Linked DNA regions of Zea mays: region 1 is linked to region 2. The links are chromatin contacts, called in public Hi-C maps. All regions are on one chromosome and are shown on one strand. The core of a region is the stretch at or near the end of the contact, and the rest is flanking DNA. Distances in the headings are between cores, read along the strand shown.

Evidence for each region. A called contact is a pair of places that touch in the nucleus more often than the background predicts.
Region 1: a contact with region 2 is called in a Hi-C map of ear, with 3 times the contacts expected there. The contact joins the promoter of LOC103636132 here to the promoter of LOC103636131 in region 2. A contact is called at or near these places in 6 of 25 Hi-C or Micro-C datasets (bundle sheath, ear, endosperm and 3 more).

Annotation. Positions count from the first base shown.
Region 1 is chr8:151,858,630-151,861,464 of Zm-B73-REFERENCE-NAM-5.0, reverse strand. It overlaps LOC103636132 (probable WRKY transcription factor 54), which reads left to right and starts at 1,340. Exons shown (of 3, transcript XM_008658491.4): 1 at 1,340-1,919; 2 at 2,452-2,577; 3 at 2,738-2,835. The coding sequence starts at 1,609.
Region 2 is chr8:151,608,209-151,611,339 of Zm-B73-REFERENCE-NAM-5.0, reverse strand. LOC103636131 (zinc finger CCCH domain-containing protein 13) reads left to right here and starts at 1,739. Exons shown (of 5, transcript XM_008658490.3): 1 at 1,739-2,967. The coding sequence starts at 2,112.

The sequences.
Region 1 (2,835 bases), core at 91-2,590, 250 kb before region 2:
ACTGCAGTCGGAGTGGCGCAGGCGGCGCTGTCCTTCTGTCAGGCCGGTCAGTGGAGCGGCGAAGTGACGGCGGTCACTTCGGCTCTGCCGGAGGGCGCGCGTCAGGATAAAGGTGTCAGACTACCTTTGCATTAAATGCTCCTGCGACTTGGTCGGTCGGTGCGGCGATTTAGTCAGGGTTGCTTCTTAGCGAAGGCAGGGCCTCGGGCGAGCCGGAGATATGTTCGCCGTCGGAGGGGGGGCCTCGGGCGAGACGGAAATCCTCCGGGGTCGGCTGCCCTTGTCCGAGGCTAGGCTCGGGCGAGGCGTGGTCGAGTCACTCGAATGGACTGATCCCTGACTTATTCGCACCCATCAGGCCTTAGCAGCTTTATGCTGATGGGGGTTACCAGCTGAGAATTAGGAGTCTTGAGGGTACCCCTAATTATGGTCCCCGACAATATTAGACGGGCTCTTAAGGAAGAATCTCTCTCTACACAACTCTCTATACATATTGACTTTTAACTATATTTATGGTGTAGATGATCAGGGTTGTATATCATCCCATCTTTTAGATGTCTCTCGGGCCATTCTCAGTGATGAGTTTTAATACACTGTTTCTAATGTTGCCCCGTCAAATTTAAACTAGGTAGCCGTGTACTCCCTCCAGTGTTCTATTATTCGTCATTTTGGACAAGGTTTGAGTCTAACTTATAAGTTATTTACTACTGATAATTGCTTTTGTTATTTAGTTTTGAAACCTAATATTTATATGATCCAGTTTGTTTTAAAAAGTACTTTTATAAAAGTATTGATGAGTTTATTGGTATTTAAAGAAACATGATCAAAAAGCTATATTTTAGAGACCGTGACATTGTCCTAAACGACAAACAATAGAACACCAGAGAGAGTACGCAGAGTTTCATCCCCATAAAACTCTATCAATCTTCCATAAAACTCTCACTATATCTCCTATTAATTGCACTGACATGTTATCAAGTGTGGTGATGTGTCACCGTATTTAATGAGTATGAGAATGGTTTTATGTTGAAAAACCGATCAAGGGGACCAAGTAATTAACTCCTATGCAGCATCAGTAAAAGGACCAGAAGCACGATATGAACCACTAACAACAAAAAGAGCGATCCAGCTGTGGGGAACCGGTCAAAGTCTGAACTGGACTAAAACATCTCAACATCTTGGTGGCCAGCTCCATGACCAAAGACCAGTCCAATTGAAAAAGCTTTGAATATTATTATAGTGGTGCACAAAGATCCTATTGAACCACCTTCTAATTTGTTTCCGCTTAGTCCAGTCAAAGTTCCTACTCTTCTACCCGACCCAACGACAATAGGCTCGCCAAGATACTGGTGCCTCTCGTCTCCGATCCTCGGCTCTCTCTCTCTATAAGAACCCCTCCCCCCTCTCCGTCGTACGCTCTGACACACGCATCATCACCTACCTCGACGACACACACAAACACGTACGTACGCAGCCAGCCGCCGAGACAACTCGTACGAACAGCTAGCGCTGAGGAGAGGAGTGAGCGAGTCAGCTAGGCCAGCTGCCGGCCTGCAGCAGAACGGGAGCTAGCTAGCTACCACTGCGGTGCGGAGCAAACCTGCCGCGATGGAAGGTGTGCCGGAAGACAAGTGCACCCTTATCGCGGAGCTGGTGCGAGTACTGGAGATGGCGAGGCAGCTCGAGACGTACATGGCGGTCCAGCAGCAGCAGGGCGACGCTGCCGGCGGGGACCAGCGGTGCCGGGCGCTGGTGAGCACCATGCGCGCCTGCATCGACAGGGCGGTGTCCTGCTGCGCCGAGGGGCGTCCGGACTCGCCGCCGTCAGGTGGGGATGGCAGTCCGCGCAGCGGCGTGTCGGACCAGGCCGGCGGCGAGTTTCGGGGTCGCGGCAATGCGGCCGGCCAGTGCAAGAAGAGGTAAGGATCGCTCGTGAGTCGTGAAAGCAAGAGCCTATCTGTTACTAGCCAAGGGGGCCGTGGGCAGCTTAAAAGGGAGAGTCCCCCTCCTCCTATCAGCCTGGCTTTTGGGATGTGAGTGGTGGGCTCTCTTGGCTGGGCCGGCCCACGAGCGCATGAACGCCCGAAGCTGTCGAGTGTGGCCTGGGTCGGGGGTTGGACGCTGACATCTGGTATCAGAGCCCGGTTTGGCTCATGCCTGCCTTGGGGGGTTTCCCAAGGGGGGTGGGATGTCAGGGGCTGGTAGTCAGCGCCCCGGCTTTAGTCTCACATCGGCTAGCCAAGGGGGCCGTGGGCAGCTTAAAAGGGAGAGTCCCCCTCCTCCCATCAGCCTGGCTTTTGGGATGTGAGTGGTGGACTCTCTTGGCTAGGCCGGCCCACGAGCGCATGAACGCCCGAAGCTGTCGAGTGTGGGCTGGGCCGGGGGTTGGACGCTGACAGATTGTGATTTGGTTTGAGAATTGAGATCATATCGCCTTTGTCGCGTACGCAGGAAGACGCTGCCCAAGTGGAGCAGCCAGGTGAGGGTTAGCGCCGTGCAGGACGTGAGCCCCCTCGACGACGGCCTCAGCTGGAGGAAGTACGGCCAGAAGGACATCCTCGGCGCCAAGTACCCAAGGTCAGCGGAGCGCGCCGCCACACAACCGAACGCACGATCTTTTTCAGAATTCAGACGGGCCTGCGCGCGCGCACCAGCGGAGCGATGGCGATGCTGACCCTCACGCCTCACCTCACCTGTGAACTGTGACCTGTCCCCCTTGGTTATTTTATTCTTGCAGATCCTACTTCCGGTGCACGCACAGGCACACGCAGAGCTGTCAGGCAAGCAAGCATGTGCAGCGCACGGACGGCGACCCGCTGCTCTTCGACGTCGTGT
Region 2 (3,131 bases), core at 490-2,989:
CGGTCAAGCCGCCCACCTCCATGAGTGTTGTGTTTTCATTGTTTTAGACTTCAGAACTTGTGTATAATACTTATGTCTGTGTTTGATACTTATGTGAGAGCTTGCGACGTTTGAGACTTATGTTTGTGTTTGATACTTGTGTTGAACACTTATGTTTGTGATGGATATTTATGTTTGTGGTGACGGTTGTATGTTTGTGTTGGCTATTTATGTTTGTGATGATATCTGTGATGTATATATGTGATATATATGTGATATCTTTTGTTTGTGTGGATGGAATACAAAAAACAAATAAAAAAGGTATATATTGGTCACTTTGCCGAGTGTAACACTCGACAAAGAGGCGCTTTGCCGAGTGTCAGGGTCAAAACACTCGGCAAAGAGCAAAAACCTGGGCACCGGTTTAGTGACTTTGCCGAGTGTTATGTCTCTGGCACTCAGCAAAGAGGCCGGCTTTGCCGAGTGCCGCACAGAGCACTCGGCAAATAGCCTGACATGGGGACCCTCCCTGGCGGGCTCTTTGCCGAGTGTCCTAGAGGGCACTCGGCAAAGATATATTCTTTGTCGAGTGCTTCTGGAAAGACACTCGGCAAAGACACCGTCTCCGTCACCCGTCACCGTAACGGCCGCTTTTCTTTGCCGAGTGCCCGAGAAAAAGTACTCGACAAAAAAGACTTTGCCGATGCACTGTTTGCCGAGCCTTCTTTGCCGAGTGTCACACTCGGCAAAGACGTTGCCGAGTGTTTTTAAGGCTTTGCCGAGTGCTTCGGGCACTCGGCAAAGCGCCCGTTTCCGGTAGTGACTCACCCTTGCTTATTTGTTGTTTTTCAGAGAAAGAAATCGCTGATCGGGTAAGAGTTACGCCTGTTCCAACCTTGCCCGTGGCTGTTAGACCGCTAATTTGCTTCACTGCGTATATCGGGCTGCTTCAGCCCCACTCTGATGATATGTCCCGAGTTGTGGACCAACTCTTAAAGTTGATCGCCACCTTTATAGGTCTGTCTCGTTTAAGCAGATCTGGAATCATCTGATGTATAAATGTGTTTACTAACCTCATAGAACTAGTAATTATATCATATTTGAGTCCCAGAGGATTAGGGCGCTTCAAACCTCTTGAACGAAAGAACCAAACGAGATGAGAATTTGTAAAACATATGCCGAGGTCCAAAAAAGATCGCAGATTGGGACATGACTCAAAGTGTATGTAATAGGATCATTTAGGGCCCATTTAGATTCACCTGACTAAATACCTGTCCCATCACATCAGATATTTAATACTAGTTAGAAATATTAAATATAATCTAATTATTATAAAACTAATTACACAGATAATAACTAAACATTAAGACAAATTTGCACGATTCGCTAATGTAATGCTACATTAAATATTTTTTAATTATAAATTAATTAGACTTAATAAATTCTGTAATGCTATATTAAATATTTTTTAATTATAAATTAATTAGACTTAATAAATTCGACTCGTCGTTTGTGTTATTCATCTGCGTAACTATTTTTATAATTATACCGTATTTAATATTCATAATTTATATTCAAACATCGACTAATCATTAGTAAATGAAACAAACATTCCATTAGTCTATTCTCATCCTGCGTTACATATTTGATTTTGACACTTGAATTTGGAGGAGGTGAACTCCCTTCCAAAATTGGAACCTGCTCAACGCAGCCCGAAAGACACCCGCGTCGGCGCGCCTCGACTCCTTTCTCTCGTGCCCAATCCGGCCGCGCGCCCCTTCGGCCGCGCCGCACCGCACCGCAGCGAAGCAAACCACCACCAGGCCGGGACCAAATCCCAACTAAACCCGTCCCGGCAACCCTCCAAATCCAAAGCCGGAAAATCAACCAACAATTTTCCTTCCCCATTTTCTCCACCCACGAACTCGTCGTCTCTCATCCCCGGCCGCCACCGCCTCCCCTCCGTTCTCGCACCCCACCAAAACCCTAGCCGCCGTACCCCAGCGCGCTCGCGGTCCCCTCTCCCCGCCGCCACGTCTGTCTAGATCCGCGCGCGCCCTAGGGCTTCAAGGGCCCCGCGTCGCCAGCTTCCGCATCTGGGCTGGTAGTTTTTCAGTTAGGGTTGGCCCGCCATGCCTCGGAGCTCGCGTCACAGGTCGCACCGGTCCCACAGGCGAGGAGGGTCCGCTGACCGGTCGGAGTCAGATGGCGAGGAGTCGGCTCCGGTCGCCGGCGCGCGCGAGGAGGCCGCGGCGGCTAGGGTTTCCAGAGATCCCGAGCCTGAGAGGCGCCGCTCGTCCTCGGGACAGGAGGCCGTGAGATCAGGGAACGGGTACGCTGAGCACGGGAAGAAGAGGAAGGAGAGGGTTGAGGAGGCCGTGGTTGATGTGGTCAGCGACCGGTGGAACAGTGGCGTCTGTGACGATCACCTGGTCGACAAGAGGTCCAAGAGCGAGACCTTTGGGCATGCTGAAGTGGAGAAGCTGGCCGACAGGTCCAGGGGATCAGGGGATGAGTCCAAGAGGTCAAGCAGACGAGCAGTGGCTGTGGATGACAGGGCTGAGGAGGTTCTGTCTAAGAGTGACTCTGGGAAACGGAGGTCAGAGAAACAGAAGGATGTGGGGAGGAAGGAGAGTACCGGGCATTATAAGGATAACAGAGATAGGGAGAACGAAAGGGAAAGGGGGGAAGAATGGGAGCGGCAGAAGGAGCGAGATAGGGGAAGGAGTAGGGATAGAGAGCGTGAGAAGGAAAGAGCACGAGAGAAGGAGAGGGAGAGAGAACGGGAGCGTGAGAAAGATAGGGACCGAGAGCGGGACAGGGAGCATGAGAGGGAGCGTGATAGGCAGAAGGAGCGGGAGTGGGACAAGAAAGATCATGATTCCAAGCACGAGAGGTATGAGGATGGCGGGAGCAGGAAGAGTGGCTTGAAGATGAGTAGGACGGAACAGGAGGCCTACTCATATAGGAGAGATACAGATGTCAATGGTGAGTAGCCCATTTTCTACATGTTCTCAACAATACCAATAGCATTCCTGCTCTATGTACGATTATACGTCATGTTCCTACTGCAATGTGTTACAGTTTTCTTATCCTGATTTCATTTAGAGTTTTGCATGATGCTATCATTATTTTAAATAGTTCTAGCATAT